2 separate regions of the Lactuca sativa genome follow, and region 2 is linked to region 1. A link is a contact called in public Hi-C data. All regions are on one chromosome and are shown on one strand. Each heading gives the region's core, a stretch centred on a gene start, on an enhancer-like site or on the middle of the called end of the contact. The rest is flanking DNA. Distances are from core to core; before and after follow the strand shown. Region 1 holds the start of LOC111900247. Region 2 holds the start of LOC111900244 (protein RMD5 homolog).

Region 1 (3,861 bases), core at 331-2,830:
CAAAAGTATTTTTGAAATTGTAGTTTCAATTTGTCGATGAAGTGTTTTGATTGCCCATAAGAAGATATATATATATATATATATATATATATATATATATATATATATATATATAGTGTGTGTGTGTGTAGTAGAGGAAGAGGAGATGTAACACTCTTGTTCAAGTAGTTTCATTTGTGACCCTTAGTATGAGAATTGTTTGCAAAATTGACCCCTTGGCACTTAAATGAAAAACACAAAGTTGTGTGCGTACGTTGGGCGAACCCAAACGTACGTGGTTGTTTACTCCAATGTTATCCATAACTGGTAGTTATAGAGGGTATGTCCATGTATGACATCATGAAATAGACAAAAACTATGTAGTCGAAGTTTATTTGTTCCTTCTGCCTTAACAGGAGAATCGATATCTATGACCTTCTCGATGATTTGGTGTTGATATCTAAAGTGCTTGGCCGAGCCCTGACTAGAATTAATATGTTCAATTTAGTATTCAGATGCAATCGTCACAAATCAATATCGGAAAACATAATCCTGAATTATGAGATTTACCATTATCCATGTCTAGAATTCATAGAGATATTTAGAACGAACAGATAGTTGATTAGTTATCTAAGGGCTAAATCTTGATGAGATCAAGAGTTCGGTAGTAACATTGGATGACTTACTCTCTGGTGATTATTAGAGAAATATTAGACCTCGTATAGATGATGGCTTGTCCAAGTGGAACACTGTTGATAATATTTCTAATGATAACAGGGTTCTTTGGGTTGCCATCAAGAACCAAATTGAGTAGAATAAATAAAGAAAAAAAATTAGTTTATTAATTATTAGGTGTAAGACCCGTATATTATACGGGTCGTCGATTAAAAAAACTAAATATTAAAATTTAAATAATAAGCATTTTTAAATAAAAAATAAAGAAACATATTAATTACAATTTATTATCATATTTATTACATTTAATACTTTACCTATATAAGTAAAGGTATTATGTGACTTTTAATTTTAAAAATTGAAAAACTCATAAATTGACATATGAATATTATTTACTTAAAAAATATCTTAAAATGACAAAATTATTTTCATTTATTAGGGATGATTATGGTTAATATATAATTAGAAGCAATCGATTCGCGAAAAATATAAGCTAAACTGCAAATGAAATTTCGATGTTATGTTTTATTCTAGTTCTCTCTTTTTTTTTTCTTTTAGTTTTTTAATTTTTCACTTCATGTTTTTAAAGGTTTTTAATGTAATTTTTAATTTTATGTTATTTTTATTTCTAAAATGTAATTTTTAAATTTAGTATGGTTTTTTAAAAAGTTCTTATTTTTTATTGAAATAAAAAAAAAAGATAAAAATAAAACTCATAGATAAACTATTTACCGTACATGTGAAATTTATAAAAAAATGTTAAAGTTGACGTGGCTCCTACGTAACACCTTTTTACCGTAAAAAACACCATATCCCTTAGACTAAGTGTCGTGTCAATTTCTCATATGACAGTTGAGACTTATAAAATTTATGATTGTTTTTGAAAAACTCTTAGTATTTATTTAAATCTACTTTTTTAATAAATTTAGTTTTTTTTCTTCTTCTCTTGTATTAATAATTGATATTGATATAATGTTATAAAGTATAAACCATCGTTACCTATTGCTTAGACAAATTGGGCTGAATAACCTCAGGCCCAGGTTTTATTCGTTCGTCTTCACTTTCACCTTCCCTTTGAACAGTCGATTTTCCCTCCACTCCTCCAGAACTCAGTCGCCTAGTCTTCGTGGCAAACGTACACCAGGTGTTTGTGAAAATGCTCCATAAAAATTCATCGAAGAAGGATAGAACGCCAGCCTATCCACTCCGAAGATCTCCAAGATTTCTCCAAGTTGTGCTCGTGGATCCTGAAGACCCAAGAACCCCTAAGCCAGAACCACGGAGGACCCGAATTCCTTCTTCAGCGACTCCTCTCAACTTCACAGAAAAGGTAAAGATTTCTTCCCGAGGGAGAAGCCTAGGATCTAAGTCAGAAGGATGTTCACAGAAACATCGTGAATCTCGTAATGCCAGAAAAAAGTCTGATAATTCGAAAACTAGGTCGACAAGATCTACCAGACTGACTCCTTGTGCCGAAGAGCGCACTGAAGAAAAGTCATCACGTAGTTCAAAACGGAGAAACAGTAAGTGTTTTTTTGCTTTCATTTTGTTTTACTTGCAATGGTTCAGCTAATTAGTTATTCGAATTACATATCTTTTTTTGCTCTGAATGGTCCACGAGTTTCAATTGAGATCAACTCTAGTTCACTAAATTGCAATTCCTTGATTCAAGATGCTTAACTTACGATTTCATTATCCTTCCTCTTCCCTGCTTTAATAGTAAAGACCTAAGAGCTATTGTTTAATTCTTGTGGTCAAATGTAGTTATTCCTGTATTCAGAATTGATATGGTTGAAGTTACAAATCCAACACCACCATTCTTTCAATCTAGTTATTGTTGCAAAGTTTGGGATGATAAAGAAATGTAGGTTCTATCCTTTTCACCTTGAAAGTGGAACTATTTTTTCCTTTCCTGCATATATTTTTTGTTATTTTCTTCCCTTGTAATTTGAAATCTAATATGTAGGGGAATTCAAGAGGCGAGTAACACGCAGCTCTTCTCATGGGGATGTAGATACAAATGTTAAGAAGACCAGCTATGGTGGTTTTACTGGAAATACAGGCAATGATTGTTTATTAACCCAAGTGGATACAAATACATCTAGAAGATGTAAGTCTACATTGCTAAAGAAGAAAGTGAAAAACAGTAAGAAAAAATGGGAGAATAATTCTGACCGATTTCAAACTTTGGCATTTGATGATAATCCAAATGAAGGGGCTTTACTTTTACCAATCACAGAAAATCCAACTTTGGATGAAGAATTACCCAAAAAAAGTATAGCTAAATTGGCAAATCAAAATGAAGTTGCCATTACAACTCCTAGTATATCGCATGATGAACAACAACCCATGAACAAGAAGGATACTATTAAGAAAAATCAAAAGAATATCGGGGTTAAAAGAAAAAGAAATCAGCACGAGGGCAATTCAGGAATTTCTCATGGTTGGACCAAAGATCAAGAATCAGCATTGGAAAGAGCTTACCTTCAAGCAAAGCCCACCCCACACTTCTGGAAGAAAGTTTCCAAACTGGTAATTCACTTTTCATCCTAATTCCTAAATATAAAATCCATATGTACATGATGATGTCATCACTCCTTGTAATTAATTACACAGGTGCCTGGAAAATCTGCACAGGAATGTTTTGACAAAGTACATGGAAGCCACCTAACACCCCCTCCACCTCGCCTTCGTTCCCGGGCCCGCTTACCAAATTCACAAGACCCGGTTTTATCAGCAAGCAAATTTCTCAGTTCTTCAAGTCCCACAACTAAAAAGCCCAAATCTTATAAACAAAAGAGTCATGTAATCCAAAGAAACGTAAGACACATGTTACAAAATCAGTATAATAAAGGGGAACAAGATTCTTCAGAAGCTGACCTATTCTCAGTTCTTGAGCCCACTTTCACAGAGTCCTTAACCTCTCTCACGACACCTGTACGCCACCTGGACATGGATGTGGCATTCAAGAGATCTTCTTCAACAGCTCATTATAAAAAGAGTCTTTCAAGATTTAGTGGTGGCTCAAGTGCTACACTTGTGAGCCCTCCTGTTTTGAAGCAGGTGAAGAACAAGGCTTTACATGAAAAGTATATCGATCAGTTGCATTGTAGGGAGGCTAGTAGGAAGGTGGCAAGTAAAAAGGCTGAAAAGTATAGTAGCAGAAGTGAAGGGGTGAAAGGGGGAAGTTCTGAAAAGAGAAAGGAT
Region 2 (4,090 bases), core at 1,440-3,939, 170 kb before region 1:
TTTAGACTCATAATATTAAGATAATGACTCATAAATAGTAAAAACAGTGAAGAATGATAGAAGAGTTACAAGTACAACCGGTTGGGATATACTAGCTCTTAACATAAAATTCCTCAACAAAGGCGAGCATCAATCTTTATAACCTCCCAAAGCTTTTTAACAAAACGAAAAATGAATCCGTCAATTTGTTAAAAGGTTTTGGGCAATTGGAGTGAGTTTTTGACAACATGTTTTTATTAAATAAATATAAATGAAAAGGTGATGTGTCCAAAGTAAAAAACTTTAAAATGTTGACTATTGTAGATGTCCTTTTAAACTAGCTTTTGATAAAAAAAAATAGAAATAACTTATTGATAAGTTAGTTTATAAGTTAAAAACTATTTTTTCAGCTAGCTAACTAAACATACTTTAGCACTTGTATTAATCACTATAACTATGGACATAATGAGATGACTACAAAAAGATTTTAATGTTATTGTATAATATTAGAACAAAACTAAAAATTTAAAAAGGATAACACTTTGGGCAATTTTGGGGTTTCAATCAAAGATTGACAAGACAGTTTCAAAGCTCCTTCAAACCCCGCATTGTCGAGAGCCGTAATAAACATTGAAGAACCTACTTTATGTGCAGTGAATAATTAAATAAATGTAAAAATGTAAGTGGGGTTTTCCATTAAGGATGTATCCAAATATCCAACCCCCTATTGGGCCCAACTTGTTCTTGCTCCAATGGTTCGAGTTGTAAGTCCTTTCTTTCAACTCTACTGTTGTTCATTTTACATGATACGTCCTTTTTATATCTCCCTAGGTTTTTAGTTTTGCCTCTTAAATTGTATCAAATAATTTTCCAGTATTTATAGTTGATATTGTTCTTCAACTGTGGGTTTCAAGTTAGTAAAGGATTGAAAAAAAGTCATCATTTACGAGGTTCAATCGAAATATAACATCGGTTGTCATTCTAGTTGAATTTTTGAACTTTTGAGAAAAATTAACCCGAGGGAACTGAACATTATAACAAGCATCAGAAGTGGGGGTTACCGGTGCTTAATTTCAACTATGTAACTATATCAATTTCGCATTTCGAAAACAATAGGTTGTGCTAAGATCAAACTGCTTTTACGTTCATGTTTAAGACTTATTAGAGATCGAGTTACACAACTTATGCTTGATGTTATGCTTGTTCAGTTCAATTATGTTCAATTCTGTTCAGTCATGTCCTGTTCTTTTGTTTTTGTTTGGTAAATTTAGGCGAATTTATGGGGAAGAAAAGTATTATGAATCTATCAACACAATGAGATATGGAGTTACTTTTGGTTCACTTAATTCAAGAGAATATAGCTATGGTGAGTTGCTTTAAGTAAAATATCTTATACTAACATTCTTTATTTGTAACCTAAAATTTACATATGCTTCTAATGTTGGAATGGAACAAGATTCCATTTGTGAATTGTGAGGTTAGTTTGGTATGAAACAAAATTTGCATATGGTTTTATGTTTTGCCATTGGGGTGAAAATACATAGTTTACCTTGTTAATATTTTAGTTACTTAATCTTGATGATATTGACATGATAGTGAGAGCTTTAGAAAAAGACTAGTTTAGCTTTTAGCGATTTTGGGCATGAATAATGAATCGTAGCACATGGAGTGCAAAGCTTTTTTCTTTAAAGGAAACATAGAAATTAAAGTAAAGTGGTGATGTTGTCCAGTTGACATGACATTTTATGTTCAAATTTAATCAACAATCTTTGTTGATGATTTTATAGAATGTGAAAATGTAATAACATTGATGATGACGTGATACGCTTCAATATGAAATAAATAATAACTTCAAACTAAATTTCATTTTTGGCTTATATTTGCTTTCGTTATTATTTTTATTTTTTAAGTGGTCGAGTTTGCTGGACATTACACATATAAAAGCTTGTTGTAATCATTATTAGAGTCAACTTATTATTATTTCAAACTAGCTTTAAATACAGTTATATCGCCTATGACATAATTATGTTGATTTATTAAAGGGATAATCACAAAACAACCAAATGATTAGGAAGAAATAATGTAAATGATCCACGTTTTATCCATTTTTCCAAATGACCAACAATTTTGAAATTGGGATGTATTTTTTTTTTTTAAATTTGTACTTATCAAAAAATCGGATAGCTATTAAAGTATAACGTAAGAAAGGAGTCAAAGGACCGAGCTGATTTCTATAGCACATTAAATCCACAATATAACAACTTTTTATACCTTTTATCATAAGTTACATTTCAATTAACGAAGACACGTTTTCTGTAAATTTTGAATTTATTTTTTGAAATTTTGGATGTGATCATTTTTACTTTGTTTGCAATGTTTAGTCTGAAATCTAAATGTACTTTTGATTGATAAAGTTTATTTTAGTCTAAAATGTAATTCTTTGAACATTATGGTCATTTGGGTTAGTCATTTTTAAGATTATCACTTTATTAAACAAACATATCCAAACACAAGTCCGTTCAATTTAGGCATACATATCTCAACTAAACACATTGATCTCATGAATCATGAGAATTGATAAGCCATTATGTTTATTTTCTGAGACAGAAACGATGTCGGTTTAAGGTTTAAGTCGTCCACATTTGAAAATAAATTAATTGACTTGAAAAGTTGAGGAAAAATAAAATTACGGGGGAAGAATTGGAAAACTAAGGAAATGAAAGGGCATCTAAGTAAATTGAACAAAATCTCCCATCATAAAGCGTACACTTCTCAAACTTCTTCAATTTTACACACAAATCTCTGGTGCGGAACTCCCTTCTCCGCCCCTCTCCCCCTGGTAACTGGTAAGGTACTCTCTCCCCCTCTCCATGTCTTCCTGTTAATCGCTCTATGTTTTACATGTGGTTCATGCATATATTGCCATACTTAATGGCGGAATCTATCGTTTTTATGTTTGCGTGTGTTTTTTCTTTCAGTATGATTACTTTATCACTTTATGTTACGTCGATCTGGAGTCTTAATCACTCGTTTTCCAATCTATTGCGACAGTTTGAGATTTCTCAATTCGTGTACTGAAAATTTTGTTTGACGAAATTGATAGCTGATTATAGATCGTCAGATTTGACTGGATCGATGGATGAATCTGTTGGACGATCGATATAAACAGTAAGCTTTGTTGCTTGGATATGTCGGTTGACTTGCATATAGAAAGTGTTGTGTATATATTCATCCGTCTGATGATTATAATCATGGAGGGTTTGGCTAAGGATCTTTGAGTTATGAAAACTTGGTTTAGTGGTTTAATGATTCAGCTCTTTATGTTACTAATATCTAAATATGATAAGATCAGGATCTTTGAGTTATGAAAACTGGTTTTTGAAATTCAAACCTTCTAATTTCTAGATTTTAGGCTGTGTTTTTCAATTTTGTTGTTCCAAAGCTTTGTTTAGATTTTAATGTGGTAATTATGATCCTATAAGGTTTCTTACACATTCTTTATAACCTTTCCTCTGGCTTTTTGAAGTTTTATCATCTGTTCTTTTTGCCTTTTTCCCCCAATTTTGTTGTGTTTCACTAAACAAGAATGTCATAGTTAATATTGTTTGCAAGTTCTAATATCTTTTACTTACCAATCTGAACTTTCCTTCTCATAATAACAAAATGTCCCTTCACTAGATTACTCACCCATATCAGTATGTATCTGATACTAGTAAGAATGAGATATTGCATTTATTGCTTGTGTTGGAAAGAAGAAACCTCAAAGATGTTTGTCATTAATGGTGCTCTTTTTTTCAGGTTTTTAAGAAACTCAGATAGCTTATGGGGTTTTATTACAGACATTCAAGACTGTAACATATAAATCTCTCCCACTGTTCTACAATCAAATTGACTTCAGGTAACACATATTCAATACAGACATTCTCAAGTAAGGTTAAACTTTATGTTCTCATGGCTCCAAGATCTTTGTTTTATAGGTACTAAACTATGGAACTGAATCCTATCAAAGATGCATTCGATTCTGTCATCAAAAAGCAGACTCTTTCCTCCTCGAAAATCGAGGACACAATCGAACAAATCACCCAAGAAATTCAACAAACATTATCAGGAA

The links. A called contact is a pair of places that touch in the nucleus more often than the background predicts.
Region 2: a Hi-C map of leaf shows a contact between it and region 1, with 5 times the contacts expected there. The contact joins the promoter of LOC111900244 here to the promoter of LOC111900247 in region 1. A contact is called at or near these places in 2 of 4 Hi-C or Micro-C datasets (both in leaf).

The regions. Positions count from the first base shown.
Region 1 is chr2:171,959,375-171,963,235 of Lsat_Salinas_v11, reverse strand. LOC111900247 reads left to right here and starts at 1,580. Exons shown (of 4, transcript XM_042899268.2): 1 at 1,580-2,177; 2 at 2,621-3,186; 3 at 3,271-3,861. The coding sequence starts at 1,811.
Region 2 is chr2:172,129,810-172,133,899 of Lsat_Salinas_v11, reverse strand. LOC111900244 (protein RMD5 homolog) reads left to right here and starts at 2,689. Exons shown (of 3, transcript XM_023896117.3): 1 at 2,689-2,825; 2 at 3,778-3,877; 3 at 3,957-4,090. The coding sequence starts at 3,967.